Regions from separate parts of the Capra hircus genome. Here region 1 is linked to region 2. A link is a contact called in public Hi-C data. All regions are on one chromosome and are shown on one strand. Each heading gives the region's core, a stretch centred on a gene start, on an enhancer-like site or on the middle of the called end of the contact. The rest is flanking DNA. Distances are from core to core; before and after follow the strand shown.

Evidence for each region. Hi-C and Micro-C count contacts between places; a contact is called where the count stands out from the background.
Region 1: a Hi-C map of blood shows a contact between it and region 2, with 2.0 times the contacts expected there. The contact joins two enhancer-like sites. A contact is called at or near these places in 2 of 5 Hi-C or Micro-C datasets (both in blood).

The regions. Positions count from the first base shown.
Region 1 is chr17:4,865,541-4,872,148 of ARS1.2, forward strand. The region is part of intron 1 of TPST2 (protein-tyrosine sulfotransferase 2); the gene reads left to right. Among named protein-coding and RNA genes, the nearest start is that of TPST2, 29 kb to the left of the region's middle. Within about 2 kb of position 1,666, at least 2 of the 5 cell types and tissues checked have an H3K27ac peak or open chromatin away from gene starts, as enhancers often do.
Region 2 is chr17:4,790,341-4,797,929 of ARS1.2, forward strand. No RefSeq gene overlaps it. Among named protein-coding and RNA genes, the nearest start is that of CRYBA4, 22 kb to the right of the region's middle. Within about 2 kb of position 4,366, at least 1 of the 5 cell types and tissues checked has an H3K27ac peak or open chromatin away from gene starts, as enhancers often do.

The DNA.
Region 1 (6,608 bases), core at 416-2,915, 72 kb after region 2:
TTCCACATACATGTGTTGATATATGATACTTGTTTCTCTCTTTCTGTCTTACTTTGCGCTCTCTGTCGGTCCCTCGGTCCATCCACGTCTCTGCATATGGCTGGCATTTGTAAATGTGGCATTTGAACGTTGTCGATCCTGAATATGAGTTTGGGGGATGCCCCTGTAAGTTTTGCAGTCCAGGGCAGTGGTTTCCTCACCCTGTCCTACCTGCCATGCAGACCCCTTGCTCTCATTTGACGGAGAGGCCGATGAGGCCCAGGGGAAGACAGGCTGTGAGCTGAGGCTAGAGTGGGGTCTCTGAGTCACCTCCTGCGGCCCAGACCATCTGGCCTCTGGGCCGCCTCCTCCACTCTGTCCTCCATCGCATCTCCTCTGAGCTGGTCCCTGGGCCCCCCGGCACTTCTCGCCTGGCCTCCTGCCCTCAGCTTCTAAGCCATCGTGTGCTAGAAAAAGCCCATGCCCCCTCCCAGACCTTAGTCGCGTCAGCACTCGCCACTTCCCTCTGCCCTCGGGATAAACCCCAAGCTCCTTGCTTGGCCTTCCTGGAGCCTGCTGACCTCCTTTCCCCAGCCTCTTGCCCCCACCCCCACCCCCGCCATGGCTGCTTCCTTCTCTCAGATTTACATGGGACCCATAATTACCAAAGGGCGGCAGCATCCCCCGCTCTTATCTTCTCACGGGTAAGCCTCCATCTCACTGAAGTCCTCACCACAGCCCTTGCTGGTGAGTGCTGCTGGCCCCATTTTACAGATGAGGAGACTGAGGGCTGGGGAGAGGAGAGGAGAGGACGCCACTAGGGGCCCGGAGCAGCGGCAGGTGCGCACCCGGGGTGCTGGGAGATGTAGACACCTTGTCCTGCTTCCCCTGGGGGCCACGTGTGCCGAGGTCACCCCCACTCTGGTCCCTGATTGCCCTCCGCACTTCTTTTTTTTTTTAATGTTAACATTCTCCTCTAAAATTTCTTTAAAATATTTATCTTGGTTTATTTAATTTGTCTGTGCTGGCTAGGTGACTGTGTCACTGATCTTCATCACTGTGTTCTTAGCCAGACTATAACTGGTTTCCTTTCTACTTCCCTGTACTTGCTTCCTAAGTGAGCCTAGATTGCTCCTGGACCTGTCTGGCTCTTGGCCCCCACACTGGGCCCATTCCAGTGCCCAGCCAGTAAATAGTCCTCAAATGCTGAATCCAGTGCCCCATGTAGTGATTTGTAGAGCCAGGGGAGGGGCAGAGCTCGAGAAGTCTGTAACTTCCAAATCAGATTATTTGGCGACAGGCCCCAGGAATCTGTCTGTTAACAGTTTCAGGTAATTCTGATGCGTGGAAGTTTTGAACCACCTTAAAGGGAGGAAGTAACAGTGGCGCAGCAACGAAGCTCAGAGCTGTCAGTTCATTTGTTGAATCCTTAGCGCGGGTGTTCGCATCCCCAGTTCACAGATGAGCAAACTGAGGCCCAGTTTAGGACTCAGTTGTGTAACACGGCTGTCTGCTCCCTCTGCTCCAGCCAGGGCTGCGTTGCTAGTGATCCCCAGAACCAGGACACAGAGCCTGGTGTGATGATCCTCCCACCCCCTCTACCCCTACTTCTGGACACTTCCAGGCAGAGGAGTGGAGACAGGCTTGGGTGTGGGTGTGTAGGTGTGTGTGTGGTGTGCAGGCGCAGGAAGCCCCAGGCCCTGCAAGGTCACCCTGGCCCTTTCCTGTTTATACTCTTTATCAGGCCCGGCCCGTGTGTTCCCGAACAGGAAGCACAGAGCAGAGCTGGGCCACGCCAGACGCTGGAGGCAAGGCTGCACCCTGGGAGCTGGGAGGCCAAGCCAGCCATGTCCCAGGCAGCTGCCTGACCGTGGACACACATGGTCCCCGTCTGTGTGTGGAGCAGGGCAGGGCTTTGGGGGTGACGGTTAAAGAGCTTGGCCTCTGGGATCAGACAGAGCTGGTTCCACTGCAGGCTGAGCTCGTTGCTCTCTGTGTGACCTTTCCCTGAACTCTTTACTTCTGTGAGCCTCAGCTTCCCCCTCTGTCGACTGGGGCTAATAAGAGTGCCTCCCTCAACTCCCCAGGTTGTTGTTAGAGGCAAAATGCCCATCGAAGGGCCAGGCACACACAGGTCGCTCTCCTTAAATCTTTCCTTGGTGACAGGCCAGACAGTGGATGACCCCACATGCGTGCATACCTCTCTTCTAAAAAATAAACTTTCTTGAGTTGTCCATTTTTCTCACCAGAGGCCGGCTGCCTGAGTCCTGCCCCTGGCTGTTCCAGCCCAAATATACACCAGCTTCCACGTTGACCCTCTGCATCTGCATTTTGTGGGTTTGTCCCAGTTCCCCTGGGAGTTCAGACAGAGCCGGGCCTTCGCACAGGATAGCCTGAGGGGCACATCAGGGTCGCCGCCTGATGCTGTAAAGAGTCTTTCCTGGAACCCAGCCACGTGTATTTCTCTGGCTGCTCTCATAGCGCAGAGGCCGAGTGGTCTGTCCAGCCGTGACAGACCCTCTGGCCCACTCGGCAAAATCCTTGGCTTTCCTGGCCCTTCCCAGAAGTGTGCCCACCCTGCCTCACCAAACCACTGGCCTGTTTCTCTACAGGTTCCCTCCAGTCTCCCTCCCCGTGCGGTGATGACAGTGATCGTACTCAGTGCTAGCGGGTTTGCACATGTGTGCTGGGTGCGGTGATGCTAAGGAATTCCTCGTGACTCTTTGTTCCAGGTGTTAACGCCCATTCTCAGATGGCAGTACTGAGGCTCCGCAAGCTGGATTGACCCAGGATCCCTGACATACGAGTGCAAGAGCTGGGATGTGACCCCCCACCGTGAGCTTGTGCCAACAGGGTGCTGAACTGGGCCTCCAAGATTGAGGCAGGGTGGCAGGCGTGGGCCCTGCTTTGATGTTTTAGGTAAAAAAAGAAAATGCAAAGCTCAGTAAACATTTGTGGAATGAATGAGGAAACTCAGGAAACTCAAGTCTAGGAGCACGGGCTCTGGAGAGAGATTTGGGTTTTCCTGTTAGCTCCTGTGCTAACCTGTTGTGTGGCCTTGGCCAGAGGAACTTACCTCTCTGAGGATCAGTGAAGAGATGGTTAATACGGGAGAGTCAGATGGGGTCATGGACAGAGCTAGTGAGGCAGAGCCTCCGTGATACATGTGAAGCTCTCAGCTCAGTACCTGGCGTACAGTCAGGGCTTGTATGAGCTGATATTTCTAAGGCCGCTCACCTGCCTGCCTTTTCTTCTTCTCTCTTGAATCACCCCACGTGTTTCTTATGCTCAAGCCTCACCCCTTAAAGCTGCAGAATTATCCTTTTTGTCTCTTCCTCTTGCTCCACTGGATTCTGGCAGGCTTTTCTTGGCTGGTTTCCCTCTAGAGCAGGTCAGAGGTCTCTGATCCCCAGGGATCCTGAAGGGGGAACCCCAGTCTCCCTAAATCTCCTTGGAGGCTTGGGGTGGCGAGGTCACTGGGCCCCAGAGGGGTAGGTGGTCTCCATGGTGATGGAATGCTTGGGAGCTTGTTCCCACAGAGAGGGCTCGCAAGGCTGATGGCTGAGCTCTGGCACGGGGGTACCAGGTACCCCTCCAAGGCTACTCTTATAAGTGCCGTGGCCTGCCCCCTGAGCTGGCGTCCTGTGCTCCAGCCCTCCCCCCGCCCCCAGTTTGGGAACTCTTCATCTGCTGAGCTTTGGCGCCTTAGGGCACGTCTCCCCCTCCTACCTCGGGTACCGCTCGTTTATCACAGTCACGGGTGCAGTTATCTGGCATGCTGGTTTCCTGGCTCTGTGCCAAAGCATCATCTCCGTGAGGGCAGGGCCCTGGGGTGCCAGCCCTGATGTGTTACAACGTCTGCTTCCAAGCACAGTAGGTGTTCAGTAAACATTTGTGGAATGAATGAGTCCAGGTCTGAAGGTGTCTTGACGATGGTCCATCACTGCCCCCTCCCCTTGCTTCTGGTGGTCACTCAGGGCAGCCCATGGGTCAGTGGAAAGAGAGTGATGTGAAATCCTTGCTCATCCTCACTGCTGGCTCATCTTCTGAGCCGTGTCATCATGAAGACAGAGCCAGATTTAGAAACTGGCTTTCCCTCTTAGTAAAGCACACTTTCTACGTGCCAGACTCTGTTCTAACATTCTCTAACTTATTTATACTTCCCAGGACTCCTATGAGGCTACTTCCACATTTACACTGGCCACATTTCAAGGGCCCGGGTGCCTCACGTGAGCCTTCTAGGAGGTCTTGTTGTCGTCCCCATTTTACAGATGAAGAAACTGAGGCTCAGAGACGTTAAGTGACTTGCCAAGGTCATACCACCAGTAACTGGTGGAGCCAGGATTGGAGCCCCTTCAGTCTGACCCTCCCTACTGTGGCTGGCATAGGACTAAAAAAAAAATACTGGTTGTTTTATTATTCTATAGATCAAGACCATAGAAAAACGCCGTGAAAGTATGTGTTCGGGGAAAAATGCTCTCGCCTACCACCGCTGTCTTCTTACCCGGGGTTTGTGTCTGCTGATTGGTCCGATTGATTTGGCGGATTTGCTTTTTGGTGTAGCTGTGCTTACCCTGCACCCCCATGGGCCTTTTGTCATCGTAAATTAGAGAGCCCCCTCCCTGCTCCACCCTGCCACTGAGCTGTTGTGAGGCTAAAATGAGGTAGAGGCGTGGAAAGCCCTTGGTCTAGTGTTAGGGATACAGTGGCGCTCAATAAATTCTGATTTTCTTCCTACGAGAAAAGGAGGGCTCATTGACTCCCCCCCACCCCTCTCCTGTGTCTTCTTGATATAATTTATTTGTTTATCTTTGGCAGTGCTGGGTGTCTGCTGCTGTGAGGGCTTTCCTTTAGTGCGGTGAGCGGGGGCTGCTCTTCCTGCGGGGTGCAGGCTGCTCATCACAGTGGCTGCTCTTGTGGAGCACGGGGTCTAGACACACGGGCTTCAGGAGTTGCGGCCAGTGGGCTCTAGAGCACAGGCTCAGTGGTTGTGGCCCGCGGACTTAGTTGCTCTGCAGCATGTGGGATCTTCCCGGATCAGAACCTCTGTCTCCTGCACTGGCGGGCAGATTCTTCACCGCTGAGCCACCAAGGAAGCTCTCGCTGTGTCTCCCGGGTCTCCACTGTGCCCTACAGACGAACTTCCACGTTGCACGCTTTCAAAGATGTGAACTGTGTTCGCGTGTCCAGCCACTTAAGTCAGTGTCTGGCGTCCATTGTCACGTGTGTGCATCTGTTACAAGTGGTTGTGCTTTTGTTCACTTTACCGTTCAGTACTGTACAGAGTCCGGGGGTACAGCATCTCTATTTCAAGCCCAGGATGTCTGGAAGCAAGCGTAGAGGCAGCAGTGGTATAGCTGATTGTATGAGCTGGGATACCGAGGCTAACCTTGTGGGACTTTTGAATGCATACTGGGAATGGACCTCGTTATATGTAGGGGAGTGACTGTGGACCTTTGGGTGAATGATAGGAGTAGTCTAGCTCAGCAGACTGTTTGTGTAAATGCACGCGTGCATGCCAAGTCACTTCAGTCGTGTCCAACGCTGTGCAGCCCTATGGACTGTAGCCCGCCAGGCTCCCCTGTCCACGGGATTCTCCAGGCAAGAATACTGGAGTGGGTTGCCGTGCCCTCCTCCAAGGGGCTCTTCCCGACCCAGGGATTGAACCCACGTCTCGTAGGTCTTCTGCTTTGGCAGGCAGGTTCCTTACCACTTGCACCACCTGGGAAGCCCTTTTTTATAAATGACCAGATAGTAAATATTTCAGGTTTTGCAAAATGGTTTTTCTTGTTGCTGCTGCTTCTCCTCTCCCCTCCCAACTCATCCTCTTCCTCCTCTTTCCCTTAAAAAAAAAAAAGTCAAGATCACTCTTTGCTCACAGACCTCACAAAATAAGCTGACGGGTGGATTCGACCCAAGGGTCATCACGTGCTGACCCCATCCTAAATCTGCCATGGCCAGTACGGTAGCCCCCAGGGGGCCTCTGGGCTCTGAAAATGTGACCAATGTCAGTAAGGAGCTGAATTTTAAATTTTATTTAATTTTAACAAATTTAAATCGTGACCTGTGGCTAGTGCGTCTTGTTGGAGTCGAAGCTCTTCAGTGATCAAAGGCCCTGACGGCCCGTCCCCGACCCTGAAGGGGGCCGTGGGAGCTGCCCTCCTGGCAGGTCTCTCGAACTCTCTTGGCATTTCAAGGGCTGCCTGAGGGCAGCTGGGCCGGAGCCATCTGGTCTCCGGAAGAGCTTCAAGGGCCCTGGTCCCGAATGCTGCTTTTGTTGTTGTTGTTCCAGGAGCCGCCCATGCCTCGGAATGCCAGGCCTGTGTGTTCAGTAGCTGGGAGGAGGGGCAGGGGCTGGGAACCGTCCTCCTTCTGGGTTTAGATACACTAATCAGGTTGGTATTTCAGGGATAGGGAAAAAAACAAAACAAAACGTAGAAGCAGAGAATAAGAGAATAGGAAGAGAGATAGGACCCCAAGAACAGTCACAGCCTACTCCCAGTGTGTTAATAATTGCTGAGATTTTTGAGTACGTGCTATTACCCTGTTTGAACCTATCAACAGCCCATTTTACAGAAAAGGAAAACTGAGGCTCAGAAGAACAACAATCTACCTTGTCAGAGAGTCAT
Region 2 (7,589 bases), core at 3,116-5,615:
AGCGGGTGGAGTGCCTCTCGATTGACCTGCACGGCTTGGCTGTGTGCCTCTCTATTAACCCCGCCCGTGGTCGTGGTGGACTCAAGACCTGAACCCCCGTCTGAGACCTCACAGGCTTGGTCGTGCCACTACACCGCTTGGCCTAACAACTTAGAGGTGTGGCTTTTTCCCCCTCGCCTTGCCCTCTCCTTCCTACCTACTATTTTTTTCTAGAGCAGTAAGCGGGAAAGAATCTGCGGCAATGCGGGAGGCCCGAGTTCGATCCCTGGGTGGGGAAGAGCCCCTGGAGAAGGAAATAACAACCCATTCCAGTATTCTTGCCTGGGAAATCCCGTGGACAGAGGAGCCTGGCGGGCTACAGTCCATGGGGTCACAAAAGTGTCGGACACGACTGAGCGACTAAGCAACAGCAAGAGAGGTAGAAAATGGTCCCAGAGCAGTCGCTCTAGACCGGTCCCGAGAAGCACCATTACATCACCTGGAAACTCGTTAGGAATGGAGATTCTCTGGCCTCTCCGCAGAGCTGCTGGATCAAAAACGCAGGCTTAGAGGCCCAGAGATCTGTGTTTTAACAAGCCCTCCAGGGGATGCTTGAGAACCACTGTGCCAGGCCATTCCGGTGGCCTCTACACCCAGCTATCCTGGGTCAGCTCTATCCATGCCCCTTGGTGGATGGCCTGAGGCAAGTCACTCCTTTTCTGAGACTCAGTTTCCTAGACTCCGAAGTAGAGGTAATACTGGAACTCACCTCATAGGGTCGTGTGGGCTAAATGCAGGAATACCTATGGGGAGAGAAGCTTAGGACAGCCTGGCACTTAGTAAGGGCTCAAATCACATTTTAATTCCTACAATACTATGATATCTCCTTTCATTTTCACACCTCTGCATATATTATTTATCATCTCCTCAGCTCCAAAAAGGACATTAAGGCTCAGAGAGGCAGCAAGAGATGCCCAGGTTCCTGGTAAGGGATTCAGGTGGGATTTGAACCCACCAGCTCAGGTCCCAGATTAAATAGTGATTAACTAAACTACACATCTCTTGCTGGGAGCACCGCCCCGCTCCCCCGCCCCCCCCCCCACCAGCCTTGATCTTCGGAAAATCCAGACCCGACTCAACAAAACCTAGAGCACATTTCCAATGTGCACAGCCAAGGCCACTGCAGGAACTGCAGATGTTAGGGCAGGACCCAGATTCTGCCTTCACCCCAACAGAGCCAGCAGTCCCACCGCATAAAAGCAAGACTCGTGTGGAGCCGTTAGAGAAAAGTCAAGATGGGCGTCTGGGCACAGCGTGGCCCCAGAGTCCACAGCCAAACCCCTGTCATTACAGGTCTATGGCTTTGCCCTGCATCACAAGGGAGGAAATGGGGTTCAGCATGACTAGCTCTAAACGAACACAGGGGATGCCTAGGGGTCACTCTTTAAAAAATGAAAAAATAGTATTCCCAAGCACCACCTTTTCCATCATCAGTTCCCAAATTCTCCTGAGGATCCACCCATCATTTCCAATATCCATTTGGGGGAAAAAATGTCGACACTTGCCACTCTCAAATTTTCAGCGCTTCTCCTGTTCTCTGGGCTTCCCAGAGGTGAATGATAAAGGGTCCATGATTCTATTCCAAGCAACTTTGTTTCCAGGGATATCTTTCCCAGGAGGGCAGCAGGAGGAAGGGGGGAGCCACAGAAATAATCAGAAGCTGCCGTGGGCTCGCTGGGAAGACTGTGTCTAAGTGAGGTGGGTTCAACATGAGCCATAGCCTGAGTGACGCAGAGGAAGACAGACCCGCGTCCAGCAGATGCAGGAGCCTGCGAAGCACGGTCCTGCCTGCTGCCCTCGGTCCCTGCTTCTCTGACTTCTTTATCTCAGATAGCTCAAACTGGCTTTCCCGAGGGATTCAGTTGGTCCCTTGCCTTTTCCCTGTCCACCTGCAGAGTACCTTTGCAGTGAACAAAAACTTCCTTGGAATTTGCCATTATCCTGGGAAGGGGCAGGACCCGCAGTGGCCTCCGTCATCCCCTTTAATGCTCTGGGTACTGCCGCCACCTCCTCTGGGCCCCATGTCTAGTCTGATATCTGTGGAGAGCTGGCATCTTTCTTGTCTCCTATCCTCACCTTATCCTGCGGGTAGACCCAAGACGTGCCAGGATCCACCCCCAAAATGGTCAAATGTCATCCTCAGCACAACTCGCCAAGAGCCCCAGCCTCCAGGGAACATTTACAGTGTTAACCTGGGCCCCTGGGGGGCCCACACGCGGATAAGAGCACCAGATGGTGCGCCAGAGGGGAGTGTCAGTGTCTTCTGCCTCTCTCGAAAGTGGCTTGAGCAGCTTAGAATGATGTGCCAGTCGCCATGACAACAGGAAGAGGCGCCATCATCCCGGAGATGCATTTCAGCATGTAGTTGCCTCCTGTAAGCCGGCCCAGGTGGTTGCCTCGCCTGTCTTCATGAGGCTTTGTGAACTAGGTAGTTTGGTGCTCATCGAGCCTTCACCCCTCTACCCCACAGTCCAAGATTTCCCAAGAATTCTGACAGGGGCAACGTGTCCAGGAAAAACTCTGATTTCTCTTTCCCTGGAGAAACTCAGGTAGCCCAGGTGGCCAGGGTTCCACTTCCAACTCTATCTTCAGCCTGCCTGGTGCCTCTGAGTTCTCACCCTACTGTGCCTCCTTTTAAATTAAAAACCAAAAAAATTCTTTATTTTATTGAAGCATAGTTGATTTGCGATGTTGTGTTAATTTCTGGGTCCAGCAAAGTGACTCAGTTATAGCTCTAAATATTCTTTTTCGTATTTTTTCTGCTGTGGTTTATCATAGAATATCGAATCTAGTCTCATGCGCCGTACAGCAGGACTTGGTTGTTTATCCACCCTATATATACTAGCTTGCATCTACTAATCCCAGACTCCCAATGCTTCCCTCCCACCCCTTGTCAAGCACAAGTCTGTTCTCTGTGACTGTGAGTCTGTTTTTGCTTCATAGCTATGTTCATGTGTGTTTTATTTTAGATTCCACATGTAAGTGACACCATATATGTTTGTCTTTCTCTGTTTGACTTACTTCACCTCATGTGATCATCTCTAGGTCTACGCATGTTGCTGCAAATAGCGTTATTTCTTTCTCGGGGCTGAGTAATATTCCATTTACCTATGTGCCGCACCTTTATCCGTGCATCTGTTGATGGACATTTAAGTTGCTTCCGTCTTGGCTCTTGCGAATAGTGCTGCTATGAACACAGGGGTGCGTGTATCCTTTTGAATTCCAGTTTTGTCTGGGTGTATGTGCAGGAATGGGATTGCTGGATCATATGGCAACCCTATTTTTAGTTTGTTTCAGAACCCTCCATACTGTTTTCCATAGTGGCTACACCTAAAAAAAAAAAAAAATTGGGTGAATTTCACATAACTAAAACCAATCACTTTAAAGCCAGCAGTTCAGCGACGTTTACTTTTTATTCTTGACTGTGCGGGGTCTTCACTGCCGCCTGCAGGCGCTAGGCTCGCAGGGGCTGCTGTCCGTGGTGGCTCCTCTTGCTGGGAAGCGCTGGCTCTACGGCACCAGCTCAGTGGCTGTGGTGCCTGGGCTCAGTTGCCCCGAGGTATGTGGGATCTTCTCAGACCAGGGATCAAGCCCATGTCTCCCGCAAGGGCAGACAGATTCTCTACCACTGAGCCACCGGGGAAGTCCAGTTCAGTGGCATCCAGCACTTTCCCAGTGTTGTGCGACAACCGCCTCTATCTAGTTCCAAACCAGGTCACCCCCTCCAAGTAATAATCTGCACTCGTTAAGCAGCCCTTCCCCAGCCTCCCCCCTGCCCCAGGCCCTGGCAACCCTGAACCTCTGTCCTGTCTCTTATGGATGTGCCTTTTCTGGTTATTCCAAATAAATGGAAGCATAAGATATGTGTCCTTTAGGTTCCGGCTTATTTCACCCAGCATAATGTTTTTGAGGTTTACCCACATCGTCACACATACCAGCACTGGGTTCCTTGTTATGGCCAGACCACATTCCATTGTATGGCTGCACCATAATCTGTGTGCCCATCCATCCATTGATGGACACATGGGTTATTTCCACCTTTCGGCAACTGTGGATGCTGCTGCTGTGAACATGTGTAGATGGGATTTGTCTGAGTCCCTCTTTCCAAGCCTTTTGGGCACAGACTTCTCTGCACCTTGTTTTCTTTCATATGCTTGCCCCGAGCCATGCACCTGACCTCCTGACCCTGCACCTGACCTCCTGACCCCGCACTGACCCCCCGACCCTGCACCTGACCTCCCTGACCCTGCACTGACCCCCCAACCCTGCACCTGACCCCCCGACCCTGCACTGACCCCCCGACCCTGCACTGACCCCCCGACCCTGCACCTGGTCAGGGCATCCTGGAGACGGGGTGAGGTGGGCTTCACCACCTTGTTACCTAAACTAGTCACACAAACCCTCCTTCCCCAGTGCCGCCTCTCTGCCTGGCCACACCTGCTGTATCCTCCAAGGAAGGGCTCTGGGAAGAGCCAGACTTCATCTGCCCTCCAGCCAAGCTATTAACGGAGCCTGTGTGCCTCCATCCGGGCCTCGGGGGAGCTTCTCTCTGACAGCTGTTCCCCGAGCCAGCAGCTCAGCTCCCAGCCTCACTCAGATAGAAATTTCATTTTCACTCATCAAAGTAGCTATCATCACTGGGATGAGGGTGCTGCTGCTGCTGCTAAGTTGCTTCAGTCGTGTCCGACTCTGTGCGACCCCATAGACAGCAGCCCACCAGGCTCCTCCGTCCCTGGGATTCTCCAGGCAAGAACACTGGAGTAGGTTGCCATTTCCTTCTCCAATGCATGAAAGTGAAAAGTGAAAGTGAATTTGCTCAGTCTTGCCCGACTCTTTGCGACCCCATGGACTGCAGCCCGCCAGGCTCCTCCGTCCACGGGATTTTCCAGGCAAGAGGGATGAAGGTGGATTTCCCTAAATTCAGGGGAAAGTGCTCGTACTGCAGAGGAGAGCCGCGTGTGGCATGGCCACAAAAAGCACTTGCCCTTCAATGTTCCCGGACCTCCCTCTCCCCGCCCCAACCCCCACCCCATCATCACCTTCAGAAGCAATGAACTTACCCCGCCCCACTAACTTGACACTGTTCAAGGGCTTTACCCACATCCCCCACCCCCAGCATCCTCTGAGAAAATGTCAATATCATTTCCATCTGATAAGGAGAGTGAGGCTCAGAGAAGGGGTGTGATATACCCCAGGTCAGCCAGCTAAAAAGTGCTGAAGCAGAGATTCAGGCTCAGCACTGTTTCCAAAAGCTGCGCTCAGAATCACTGGAAAAAAAAAAAAAAATCTGCAGTCACGCTCACCCAGTCCTTCCCCTAGAAAGGATGCACTGGCCCGCGGTCAGCTGGATGCCACCACCTTGCTAGGGACACTTTGGGGTCCATTCACCGCCCTGCCCTGGGCATGCACAGCAGTGGTTGATATCTCCCTCAGTCCAGGACGGACATCACTGGCTCAGCATCATTGCCACGGATGAGTAGAGTTCCGTGTTTTCCAGTCTTTTCTCTGTTCTGCCCCCAGGGGCTGCCTTCAAGCGCAAAGGCCAGCAGTGCCGCTAGATAAAGCGTGGACAGGAGTGTGAGCCTGGACTGTCCAAGGTGCAGACTCTGAGACAAGGATTCACACGCTCATAGTTGACTTGGAGCTGATCCCAGGATGAAGCGGACGAGTTGGAGAGTGGACTAACGGAGGAAGACGAGGAAGACCGAGGAGCCAGACTGGGTGGATCAGTGTGGGCATCGCTCTGCTAGGGCTGCCGTCACAGAATGCCACAGACAGGGGGCTTCAGCCGCAGGCATTTATCTTCTCACGGTTCTGGAGGCTGGAAGGCCAAGGTCAAGGGGGCAGCAGGGCTGGTGTCTCCCAAGGCCTCTCCCCACAGCTTGCAGAAAGCCGCCTTCCCGCTGCTTCCCCAGTGGGCCACTCGTCTGTGTGTACAGCCCTGGTCTTATCCGAACCCCAGTCCTATGGGATCGGGGCCCCACTTAATCTCTGTGACCTCCATAAGGGCCCTCTCTCCAGATACAGTTGCACTGGGGTCATACTCAGTTCCACCTATGACTTTAGGGAGACACACTCCAGTCTGTAAGAAGAAGCAAGTGGTTGTGGCCGCTGCCCTGCTGAGGCGCTCTGGCAGGTGGGGCACACCTGAGCCGTCCCACGTGAGGTCCAGGGAATCAGGGGGCCTGTCCCCAACTCTCACCCTATGTGGTTGAAGGATGCTCCTCGCACATCAACCCCTTGCCTCCTCCAGGCTGCCCCGGGCACACACCCAACAGATGCCCTTGGCCAGAGACAGCAGTCTACAGGGAGTCACGGGGCCCACAGCACAGAGCCACTGGGGTGCCCGGGCACGGTGAGGGTCCCGGGGACACGCCATGGGGCATGCTGCCTACTCCCATCACCCACCACTGCCCAATCCTACCCAGCAGAGCCCACCCTGCCCTCCATGAATCCAAGGTCTCCCCAGTTTAAGAAGCTTGCACCCTCTGGATGCCAACCCGGCATATGCTGGTGAGTAATACAGAGCCCTCCCCCCACCTCCCTGAAGCTCCCACCTAGTCGGGAAAAGAGCAGAAGTCACAGGGAGCAATGCCATCATGACGAAGTTCAGGGGACTTGGGAGAATTTATATATTAATGACCCAACTCATCTTTCAGGTCAGTAAAAGGCCTACTGAGTGCCAGACACTGTACCTGGGACCAAGAACTGAAAGTCACAGGAAGTATAACTATTCCTTTTTAGAACCTTTTCAGTTTCAAGTGGCAGAAAAACAAGTCCGTCGCTGTAACTGTTTCAGGCATAGCTGTATCCAGGTGTCCAGGCAACATTACCAGGTGTCTGTCTTTCTCCAGCAGTGAGGAGGCACTCACCAGGCACTGCCAGGCCCTCTGCCACCTGGCTATTTGTTTCTTTTCTCTACCTTCCTCTCAGCTCAATTGGCAGCCGAGAAATGGATGCGGGAGTCAGGAATCTGCCCTTTACTCATGATGTGACATTGCTCTGGGCCTCGGTTTCTTCTTCTGTAAAAGGGGCACAACACAACCTGTCCTGCGGGGCTTTCAGATCAATGAAGGGACTCAACTGCCGGAAACACGTGACATAGACATCCCCCCGCCCACCTCTCTCCTCTCTCTACTGAAGAACCGTTAGAGACCAAGACCCAGAGTTCTTGGTCCCGAGAAATTATGATAAACAGGTCTCAGGAACTCCTCAGACATCAACCCTGTCTGCAGGGCATGTAGGTAGCCAGTCCTGTCCACCGCTCATGTGCTCTTTCACACGTGCGCGTCCAAGCTGCTGGTTTAACTCAGTATAGGCTGGTGTGGGCCCCACACCACACTCGTGGTCTCCTTCTTTACCATCACCACACACAGGACCTGAAGGTGTACCCTTGACTCTAGGACCCCCTGATCAGTTATCCTTTGAGGAAGAGACCATCCGACCCGCAGGGTTTGGGGTTAACTGGTCTCCCCCAGCCTCCTTGTTTGCGGTGCCCGGAGCAAGGCTCGGAGACCAAGCGACCTTGCCTGAGGTCACATGAGCCTTCC